Linked DNA regions of Mus musculus: region 2 is linked to region 1. A link is a contact called in public Hi-C data. All regions are on one chromosome and are shown on one strand. The core of a region is the stretch at or near the end of the contact, and the rest is flanking DNA. Distances in the headings are between cores, read along the strand shown.

What was found. A called contact is a pair of places that touch in the nucleus more often than the background predicts.
Region 2: a contact with region 1 is called in a Hi-C map of muscle stem cells, with 4 times the contacts expected there. A contact is called at or near these places in 2 of 484 Hi-C or Micro-C datasets (embryonic fibroblasts and muscle stem cells), 1 of 130 datasets of targeted methods (the NIH/3T3 cell line) and 1 of 9 other capture datasets (adipose tissue).

The regions. Positions count from the first base shown.
Region 1 is chr15:58,191,370-58,197,147 of GRCm38.p6, forward strand. Fbxo32 (F-box protein 32) reads right to left here. Exons shown (of 9, transcript NM_026346.3): 5 at 902-995; 6 at 1-100. Among named protein-coding and RNA genes, the nearest start is that of Fbxo32, 21 kb to the right of the region's middle.
Region 2 is chr15:58,456,054-58,461,831 of GRCm38.p6, forward strand. It overlaps Fam91a1 (family with sequence similarity 91, member A1), which reads left to right. Exons shown (of 24, transcript NM_145959.3): 24 at 1-1,748. Among named protein-coding and RNA genes, the nearest start is that of Fam91a1, 43 kb to the left of the region's middle.

The DNA.
Region 1 (5,778 bases), core at 1,907-4,406:
AGCACAGACTTGCCGACTCTCTGCACCAGTGTGCATAAGGATGTGTAGAGAGTCTGGAGAAGTTCCCGTATAAGTCTTATGTTTTGCTGGTCTTCAAGAACTTGGGTGGGGGGAAAAAGAAAATCAAAGTTAAGTTATTGAAGCCAGGCATGTTACAAGTGGGCTTTTCTTCTTCGTTGTGGGCTCCTGTTACTGGGCACTGCCTGTGTCTTTCTTTCTCACCAGTGTTAATTCTATCCTCGGCTAGTGGGTAGAGTTTCTGCCATCTGGGTCCCTCTTTGTTCCCTTCTCCCGGGTTTCTAAAGAACTCTTTTCTGTTTCTATTGCTCCACCAGTGCCAAGTGTCCACCTGATCAGAAAGTGGTGGGGGTTTTTTTGTTCAGCAGATAGCATCTTTTTAGATGAGTAGAAGACTGCATTTTGGGGGTTCAGATGGTTGGGTTTTAACCTTGTCTGTCACTTCTCTAGACAATCATTTCTCATGTGCCTCAGTTCCCCTATGTCTGAAATGACTCAGCTGACCCAGAGGTCTTAAGGTCCCCTCCAGTTCAAACAGTCTATGCCTGGATTCTGCTTTGCACACAGCTCCATTTCCTGGGGCTATAGAAACTCCACCATGAAGGGCAGGGTTTGTGTCCTCATTGAGAAGCCAGTCAAACTTGAAGCAGGGAAAACATATGACCCTAAAGAAATGACAAGGGGCAGTGTGCTTGGTCTTTGCCAAGGGCATGGATGGCACATCTTTTCTGAGCTGGAAGCAGGTACTCCTGACTTCAGCCGCCATGACTCACTTCTCTAGGCTTATACTCCTTTAAACCTAGTGACATGCTACGTGATGAGACAACCCACCTGCCTATTCCCACACCTAGGAAAAGGGCTGAGGTGTGTGTGGGGTGCTCACCTTTCAGTACCACTTTTTCCAAAATGTTCATGAAGTTCTTTTGGGCGATGCCACTCAGGGATGTGAGCTGTGACTTTGCTATCAGCTCCAACAGCTGTGGATAAAAATAGAAGTTGCCAGGCTTAGACTACAGAGATTTCTTTTTTTTTTTTAAACCTAATCTTCACTTTTGAGTCACATGACATGCAGATACAGACAGATGGGGGTGGGGAGGAGAAAGAGAGAGAGAGAGAGAGAGAGAGAGAAAGAGAGAGAGAGAGAGAGAGAGAGAGAGAGAGAGAGAGAGAGAGAGAGAGGCCACTAGGCAATAAAAGGCAGATGCTCAGAGAGGCAATAAAAGGCAGATGCTCAGAGTGAAAGACAAATGGGGGTAATTCAAAACCAGGAGTCAGGCTGAATATTTAATTGCTTTCCTTTTTTTCTTCTATATATAAAGGGTTTGGGCTTCAGCCAGGGCTGATCCATTGTATTTGGCCCACTTCAGAAAGGAGAGCTGACACTATTCCAAAGGGAACAGAACCTCTCATGACCTGTGAACACCAGAGCTCTGCATAATCACCCCAAGGGGATCTGTTCTTGTCCTGACCTGAACCTCTGTCCACTGGCACCGACTGCTCTCAGGACACATTCGGGTTCATGTTTGGTGACCATGTGCATGTCCCAAGGAAGGGATGAGTCTTTTTTAGACAGTACCTGCTTCTCATGTTCAAGAAACTTGCCTGATTAGTAGACTCCTTTGCTGCAGGTACCTTTTTTTTTTAATAGAAAGATGCTAAGGAAGAGAAACAGGGTGTATAGTGAGTCTACCTCTCTCTCCTCAGAGGCTCAAAGGAGAATCCTAGTATCTGTCAGCTTTGATACAATTCTTTTGAAAGCTTTATGTGTGTCAGTATACCACGTTTGTGCCTTGTGCTAATGGAGGCCAAAAGAGGACATTGGATCCCCTGGAACTGGAGTTACAGACAGTTGTGAGCCACCGTATGGATGTCAGAACTAAGCCTGGGTCCTCTAGAAGCAGCAAGTACTCTTACTGGCTAAGTTATCTCAACCAGCCCATGCAATAGAGTCTTGATTTGATAAATTCTTAGCTCTGTGATTAAGGGCATGCCACTAAATGCATTTTGCTATCTGGGTTCTTCATTTCTATGAATAATATTCAGGGTCTTTGAGGTGGTGAGCTTTCAATGAAAGAGTATGCACAGAACCCCTACCCAAGGGCCTGGTGTTAATTAGATGCCAGGTAAGTTTGGTTTGTTTGACAAGGGCCTATGCTAATTTCTACTACTTCCATTATTGCCAAACAAAAAGAAAAGAAATTATAATACCGTATTGGTATTATGTATATACTATATTGGATACTGGAATCAAGGCAGAAGAGGGAAGAAACAGAACAATCTAAAACTCTGCACTACAAAACCACAACTGAATGGGAACATAAGAACTGAACACAAAAGCCGGATTTCAGGGGATTCGCTTTGGACCCATGCCCTACATCAGCGGTTCTCAACCCATGGGTGATGACCCTGTGGCAACCCTCTATCTCCAAAAATGTTTACATTACAATTCATAACAGTAACAAAATTACAGTTAGGAAGTAGCAACGAAAATAATTCTATGGGTTGAGGGTCACCACAAGATGAGGAATTGTATTAAAGGTTTGCAGCATTATGAGGGTGGAGAACCATGGCCCTAGGTGGTTTAGAGCACCTCCGTGTCCCAGGCCCTTATTTAAAACATTTGTCCTTATTGAGCCCTTTGGGCCCTTGTCAAACACAGACAGACCTAGTTCCTGGAACATAATTTTACTTTAAATTGGAAACAAAAAGTTCTAAGCCTTGAATGCCCTCATGCTAGATGTGGTATCTTTTACATGGGCATGGGGTGGTGTGTCCTCCTGACTTGGAGGACGAGGAGGAGGAGGAGGAGGAGACACTGCTGTATTGTGCTTAGTGCTGGAGACCTAAACTTAGAAGTCAGGAGCTGACAAGAGTGATGCTGACAGGGTAGACATCAAAACACGCCCGGGGATGTGGGGTGGGTGGGGTGGGGGAGGCTCTGTCCATGCATAGTGACCGCAGGGCTCTGTGCCCGCCTAGTTCAGTTCTGCCACCAATCAGCACATGACAGTGGAAAAAGAACACGAACCTTTCATTTTCTCCCTGAGCAACAGCAGCAGGCTCTAGAAGGCCAGGCCAATGGTTTATTAATGCCCAGAGCCTCACATGACTAGCATAAAGCGAGATGAAAGAAAACAAAAGCCTGGCAGTCTGGAGCCTACTCCTGCAGGGCAGGCGGCTGAGCACCATGACTCATCCTTGGGTAGGAGCTGAGGCAGGGGCCAGCCTTCGATCAGCCAGAAATGCATCTAAAACGTGGGTGCCATGTGACCACTGCTCCCCAGAGTGTCAGTCTTAATCCCATCTCAAAGGGCACCCATCACAAGGGAAAAAAAAAAAAAGATAAAAAGCCTCTGCAACAGGCCCTGACTGTGCATCAAAGAAAGCTCTGCGGGCTCTGTTTAGGAGCAGCAAAGAGCTCTTTGGGCTGAACTTATTATCTTCGTTACCTGAGGAGGGAGAGGGATAGAGCAGCACACTGGCAAGTGACAGGAGGGTGACATGTAATCTCATCTCTGTTTCACCCTATCTTCAGGGAAAGTCCCCGCTTTCATTGCTAGGCAGCTGTGGGGCCCTGGAACAGGAGAATCGGATTCTCTGTCTGGGTGACCTTTACAACCGTCATTCATTTAGCAAGAATCTCTGTGTCCACTCTGTTGTAGCACTGAGACAGATGACAGGGAAGGGCAGAGCGCGCGATCCCCAGACTCATGGAGTTTACTGTCTAGTCATCTAGCTTGTTGTGGGGTTTCTAAATGTCAATAAAAAGGCTACCTACAGGAAATACAAACCAAACCAGCGACAACAAAAGACTACCTCTAGGACTGTAATGAGAATCAAGTGAGATATTGAGAAAACCAAAACTTACTGTTGCAAACATAAAGTGTTATGATCACTATTAAAATTACTCTTCTCCCCGGTGCCAGTCTCTTAAAGAAGTTTAAGGTTGACAGCTGGAGTAGGCAAACTTTCTACAGGGCCAAATAGGAACTGGGTTTTTGATTTTTTTTTTTTTTTTTTGTTTTGAGGCAGGGTTTCTCTGTGTAATAGCCCTGGATGTCCTGGAACTCACACTGTAGACCAGGCTGGCTCAAACTCAAAGAGATCCCCTTGCTTCTGCCTCCCCTGGGGCTAGGGTTAAAGGAATGCACCACCATACCTGGCCCCCAAGTAGTAACTGCTTCAAGGTTTGTGGGTCATACAGTCTTTACACTGAAAATGACCTGCTGTTGTAGCACAAAAGCAACCCTAGACAATATGAAAATCAATGTGTACACTTGTGTGTAACAATAAAACTTTATTTATAAAAATAAATGCAGGGCCAGATGTGGTCCTGGGGTCCCTTGCAATATATATCATAGAGAGTATAAGTGAAGGTCCCAGAGTCAAACTACTGGCTTCAGTTTTTCCTATCTATAAATTTTGTATAATGATACCACTTCCTTAAGAATTGTTGTGAAGATCAAATAGATCATCAAGCCCTCACAAAGTGCCAGGTACCAAGAACATACTTAGCGTTATCACAGTGTTTTATCATAATACAGAAAAGACAGCTAGGTAAAATTATTGCCAGGCAGAACATAGGGAAGTACTAAGGTAAAATATAGCTTGTTTAAAGACTATATTTCAACTGTATGTGTTGTCAACTGGATGCACTCAGACTTTAACATTCCTCTGACATCGCTATTATATTTGTGGTGCATTTAGTAGCTCTCTGTTGATACACGTCATGACTTGCAGAGATGCTTCAACCATGAAGCCGTATTTTGCTAAAAACGATGGATATTTACTGTGTGCAGAGATGGTGCCACACAGTTCATCTGTCTGGTCTCAATTTTCAATGGACAAAGAGGTTAAGTTTCCCATTTGACAAATGAAGACACTAAGGCTCAGAGCAGTTAAGCTGCAGCAGGAAATCAGTGAGTTAAGACTCAAGTTCAGATATGTCTAACTGAGAATACGTATTTGGAGGATCAATAATTTGCCACATAGGGCCAACTTTTATTCTAACAATTGCAGCAACGTCATGACTTATTATCATCTGCAAAGAATCTGGAAATCTTATATCAACAGTGTGCTATGACTGGTGACCAGCTTCCACGCTGAGGCGAAATAATGTCCAGAACAATATTATGAACATATTTAGGAAGAGGCAATGGTTTTGGGTTACCTAAGGAGTCTACCTCTTACTCCAATACAACTCTACTGCTAAGAACCAGCAGATAATGTCATGTGATATTAACGATGAAGGGCTGAATCTGTCTACCATTTCTGTTGCTAAGAGAGCTGTTTGCCCCAGAGAGTGGATTTGTATCCAGTAATTTGTTTACCAAGAGGACTGAGCCAACTACATCCTTTGCCCTTAGCCACAAGGAAAGGAGTAGAGGAAAATGTCTTGTTTGGAAGTAGCTGTTTGCTGCTGGGCAAATTTTAGCTCAGGTGCCAGTAATTTGTGGCTGTGCTGAAGGAGAGGCAGAGGTGTAGGGGAACAGGGAGTCATGCTCGAGGCTGCCCCTGGGGGCCATGGTGTCATTGTGAGTGGGCAGTGTGGGGATCTGCCATTGCGTGCAGGGTGTCACTGTGCAATGAAGGCATGAAGCTTTTCTACTGGAGGGAGGAGGTGGTGGCGACATGTCCAAACCACATCCTGCCCTTCAGCCCCGGCTCATGCTGGTTTTGGAGATGATGGATTTGGAGAAAAGTCTAGTTGCACGCTGTTACCCCAACAGCGAGCGAAACTATGTAGCAAATCTCGGGCAT
Region 2 (5,778 bases), core at 1,053-3,552, 260 kb after region 1:
CGCAAGCATTACACTGATTGAGAACATTGGAGCCTAACAGCTTTGCTGATGGCTTTTGTTATTTATACAAGTGATATTTGTGTAATTAACAGACTTCTGCAAGTATATGCCTTTCTTGAAACCGTTAAAGTGGCCATGCATTTAATACCATGGCCTATCTGTAGAATTGACTATTTTGGACCAGGTTACCTGTGGCACAGTTAGTGCTGTGTTTGGGTAAATGAAGTAATGTTTAGTTTTCTACTTTGTCTTGTATAAGGTAGAACTGTATGTATGTCATGTTTGTCTGTAAAAGGAAAAGTACATAGTAATATTAAAATAATTTCTATGACTGTGAATTACTCATTTATTTTTCCAATTACTGAGACTGTACATTCCTAGTGCTATTAGTTATATGTGTATGTAACTTTTACAGTTTCAACTGAAAGTTGTCCGTATTTCTTTTGATCAGGGCTCTTAATCTCATTTGCTTTGATTGAGTTAACTGTAGGTATTTATCTTTGTATTAGTAGTCGAATACCAACTCTAATGACATGTACACTAATAAAGAATTGAACAGTTGTAGTTACGACAGTCCAGTTATTGCTGAGTTTAAAGCTTAAAATATGGGAGTGATTTGCTGCTATAATTCCTTTGAGAAACACTGAAGAAGAGATGAGACCTAACCGTGATCATGAACTTCAGGGACAGTACTTTAAATTAGAACAACACTTTACACCTCTCTGATTTTTGTTTAGTAGGAAGATTGAAACCATCAGAATCCCAGCCGAAGTCCCTGTCTTCTGAGGAACCCTGTTCATTTTAGAGAGGATGACGTGTGTTTGTGCTTTGCTTTATGACTGTCTGGTTCCTTCCACTCACGTTAGCTCTCGCAGAGGCCTCTATTAAGTTGATAAAAAATAAATAAAAAAATAACTATAGACTTTGTTCTTTGCCAAAGAAGATTGATAAAAGTTGTGCCCAGTTATTTTGCAAATGTTTAATTTCATCTGGCTTAGCACCACTCTCTCTCACCACTTATTATAACTTGAACCATGACATTTAGAAGCCAAGAAAAAAAGAGCTACTAAATATCAAAAAGGGCGTACAGTTTAGTAAAGGTCTAGTTTCGACTCACAAATGTGTCTAAAGAAATGCAACTTTGTATCACTTAAGAAGTTAGGCTCAGCCATTCCTTTCAGTAGCCGTTCTCACCCTGTGGGTTGCAACCCCTTTGGGGGCTCAGATCCATCCTTTCACAGGGTCATATATCAGATATCCTGCATATCAGATATTTATTATTATTCATAACAGCAAAACAACAGTTACAAAGTAGTAAAAAACAATTGTGGTTGGGGATCGCTGTGCCATGAGGAACTGTGTTGAAGGGTCACAGCATCAGGAAGGCTGAGAACCACTGCCTTAGCCCTCTCTTGTGTAACATGTGTAACCAGATGCTTTTGCATTTGTTTGAGGGATGTGATTTCCCTTTCTGGGTCGTTTGCTTTCTCTGCCATTCTCATTTTTTATGTTCAGTGTTTCAAGTACACTTTGTATTAAAGGATTTTAAAGTACCAAAACTGTAACTCAGTACAATGGATTGTGTTCTGTTATGATGTTAATATTATCCAAGGAAATTGTATAAAGTGTTGTCAATTTGATTATTGACACAAATAACATGTTTACAAATAAACTGGTGTTGATCAAGTTACTGTGGAGAGTGTCTAATTTTCTGGGACTTGTTTTAATATTAAATACCTGTGCTTTTCAAAAACCTGGCTTTCCTGTGTTTTTTCAACAACTTTTAAAATTTGGTCCTAATACCAGATTTGCAGGAAAATTACCAGGTTAGGCAAGGGATGTTCATTGTCTCTGCCCTGGCTAGTTTTAAGTAAGCTTGATACAAGCTAGAGGAAAGGAGAACCTCAGTTGAGAAAATGCCCCTATGAGATTGGCCTGTGGTGTGGGCAGCTCTGTGGGGCATTTTCTTAGTGACTGAGACTGCTGTATCATAACTCAGGCCATCACTGAGAGAAATCAGGGGAGGAACTAGGAACTAGGAAGGCAGGAACCTGGAGGCAAGAACTGATGCACAGGCTAGACGTGCAGCTTACTGGCTTGCTTGTAGCTTGCTCAGCCTGCTTTAGTATACCAAAGATCTGGGAAGAGTTGGGAGAGGGAGAGGGAGTAGGATTAAAGCACATGAAATTCTCAACTGAGAGAAATGTTTAAAATTTAAGAAGGAAACGTTGCATATAGCATAGGCTCTCTGTCTTACTCCAGCCCCTGGTGGTTTGACTGGAATATCCTGGCTGGATGGTGAAGAAGTTGGCACTGCTTCTTAAAATGATCTCCTTTTCCTGCCTCCTCTCTGTAGAGCCATCTGCCAGCTCCCGGTCATCCAATTCATCCGTGGTGTGGATTACAAAGTTTTTTCATGGATTGTTTTTCATCTTGTGGTTTTAGTGGGTCCCTGCCCGTGAGCAAAAATTCAGTTTTCCATTCAGAACTCTTCCAGCCTCGTGTTTTATTAAGGAGTGTACAAGTGTACGCAAGTGGAGAGTGGTTTAGGGTAGGAGCCTTGTACCACCGTTCTGCTTTGACCATGGCCAGTGCTTAGCCCTTTGGGTTCGTGTAGACAAAGCACATAGATGATTTATATGTGCATGTGCACACAACTCCATCCCTTCTCTAAACTATCAGCCAAAACCTGGATACTACACAGTATTCTATAATTTAGACTCACTATTAATTGAATTAGTTCCCACAGCTAGAAGTGGCACACGTACTCCACTAAACCACCACTGATGGCATATAACAGTAGAATTAAAAGCAAGCAAAATCAGTCTCAAGCATCAATAGGGAAGTAGTCACTTTGGGGAGGGATGGGGTTTGAAGCAGGCCCTCACTGTGTAGCCCTGGCTATCCTGGAACTAGCTCTGCAGGCCAGGCTAGCCTTGAACTCAACCTTCCTCTGCCTCTGGAGTGCTGGGACTAAAGGTGTGGACCACCACTGCACAGCTGGTAGTCACATTTAAAGGGATGGGAAAATTTAAAATAACATGTTTGTATACTAGGAAAATTCAAAGATGAACTGAAACAAGTTTAGGAATAAAATACTAGGGAATGATTTACCTACAACCTTTTTATCATGGGTATGGGAAAGGAGTCTTACATTCGTTTTTTATAGACTTGACACGTAAAAATTATACATATTAATGAAATCCTATTTAGTGAACAGGTTTCCCAATGTATATGTGTAATTAATTAACATCAATTCTTAGCATTCTGATAAACTTGGGTGACAGAGGCTGTATAGAGATGTTTTAAAAAATATTTTAAAATTTCTTTTGAGAATTTTATAATACATACACATATATAGTGTCTTTCACAGCTGTTAAGAGTTTATGAGTGCAGTGGTTCTGTCATATCCAGAAGACAGTTTTCGTCCATCCTTCCCTGACCTATGGCTCTTAGAAGCTTCTCATTGCCTTCTTCCATAATGTCCTGTGAGGCGCGCGTGTGTGTGTGTGTGTATGTGTGTGTGCACGTGCATGTGTGTGTGTGCGCGCGTGTGTGCGTGTGTGTGCGCGTGCGTGTGTGTGTGTGGCGTGTGTGTGCGTGTGTGCGCGCGCGCGTGTGTGTGTGAGTGTGTTTCAAATGCTCCATATATGACTGAGCACTCCACACACATTTATTTCTGCACTTTGACCAGTTGTGAGTGTCTGTTAATGACCATCTGCCTCACAGTGACTCTCTGATGAACACTGAGAGATACACCCGTCTATGGTTCAGAGATACATATTTGGAAGATAGTTTGATACTATGTTCATTGAGCAAAATACTAATAGTTTCATTCCTGAGGCATATGGGTTCCCTAGCCATAGACTCTTGGTCAGATTTACAGTTTTAACAGTTAATCCTGTGGAGTGGGCTTTGAACCCAATCACAAGGTGGTTGGTAATTCCCAGAACAGTCATTTAAAGCACTTCAGTCATAGGAAATAGTTTTTAATTGAAGTTTGTTCTGACATTCGGTATAGACAACTCTTTCCCAGGGAGGAAAAAGAGGAAGAAGATATTCCCTGCTCAGAGATAAACCAAAGGCTCTTCCTCGTGAGTTTTTCCACACATTCCCCAGCCACGCTTTCAAACACACACCTCAGCACTCAGAGCTGTAGTTTATGCGAGCTTGGGGTCTTGGTTTTCGTCCCACAGAATTAAAGAAGTCAGTTCAAAAGACTTAAGTTTTTTTTTTCATTTATTTAATATGTGCTCTGAAAATGCACTTTTAATATCAGTGGGAAATTTAATCATTTTCCTTTGTAGTTGGTGAGTGTCAGACAAATAAACTGTCTCAAAAGATCTTGATAGGGCTGGAAATATGACTCAGCGGTTAAGAACACTGACTGCTCTTCCCGAGGTCCTGAGTTCAATTCCCAGCAACCATATGTTGGCTCACAACCAACTGTAATGGGATCCAATGCACTCTTCTAGTGTGTGTCTGAAGACAGCTGCAGTGTACGCATACAAATAAAAAGTAAATAAATCTTTTTTTAAAAAATCCTGATCAAATTGTTAGTGACACATCAATACTGTGTCACTGGTGGCCTTTGCTACTTTGTGGGTTCTTCTTTTTCCCAGCTTTTATCCACCCACCCTTTGTTTCACCCCCTATCACTAGATAGGAGAGAAAGGGTAGAGCAGAGAGAGAACATAAAGATCCCTGAATCTAATTTATTCTTTCTTTGAGCATAACACTAACAAATCACAACCCCCCCCCCCAAAAATGACCATCAACCACCAACCCCCTGACTCTTGGGACCCTGGGCATTTATATATGCTCTGGAAATTTCCCAGGATTCCAAATGTCATACAGTTGCAAAAACTATCTGCAGCTGGCAAAACCATGCTTCTGCTGGAGCACGAGGCAAATCATAGTCAGCTGCTGCTGCTGTCCGAAGCAGCTTCGCATCACCACACCTGGGATTAAAATGAAAACATTCGTATACTATGTCTATGGGTTTTTTATTATTATTTTATATTTTTGAGAAGCCAAAATTGTCCCTACACACCACCAGTGGGCTAAAGCAGAAGTTGCTTGTTTGGAAATACAATTCACGGGTAAATGGCTCATTTTCCCAGCCCAATCCACCAGATGAAGTTTGAGTTTTATTTATTTCTGAGACATGGTCTTGCTATGTAGTTCAGGCTGGCCTTCTGCCTCAGCCTCTGGAATGTGAGAAAGACAGATGTGCTAGTTTGAACAGACTTAAAAAAAGACTCAAGAGACCTAAGAGTAAGACCAGACAATGAAGCCTATTGACCTAGTTTCATTTCCGTTGCTGTAATAAAACAATGTAACAAAAGCAACCGAGGGGAGGAAGGGCTTATTTTTAATGCATAGATCCAGGTCACAGCCCATTCTAGCAGGGAATTGAAAGAAGGAAGAACTTAAAACAACTAATCACATCATACACAGAGTCTAAAACAGAGAGATATGAATGTATGAATGCCTTCTACTCAACTCACCTCCACTCTGACACAATGCAGGATTCAAACACAGGGAATGGGGCCACCGGCAGTGGGCTGGGTCTTCTGATATCAGTTAAAACGATCAAGACAATCATCCACAGATATTCTCACAGAGCAACCAGATGTAGACAATACTGCACTGAGATTCTCAAGTGATTTTAGATTGTATGGAGTTGACAGGTAAAACCAGCCAGCACAATCATGATTATTGTCTTAAGAGTGTGAGAAAAGATAAGGGCTTGTGATGGTTTGTATATGTCTTGGC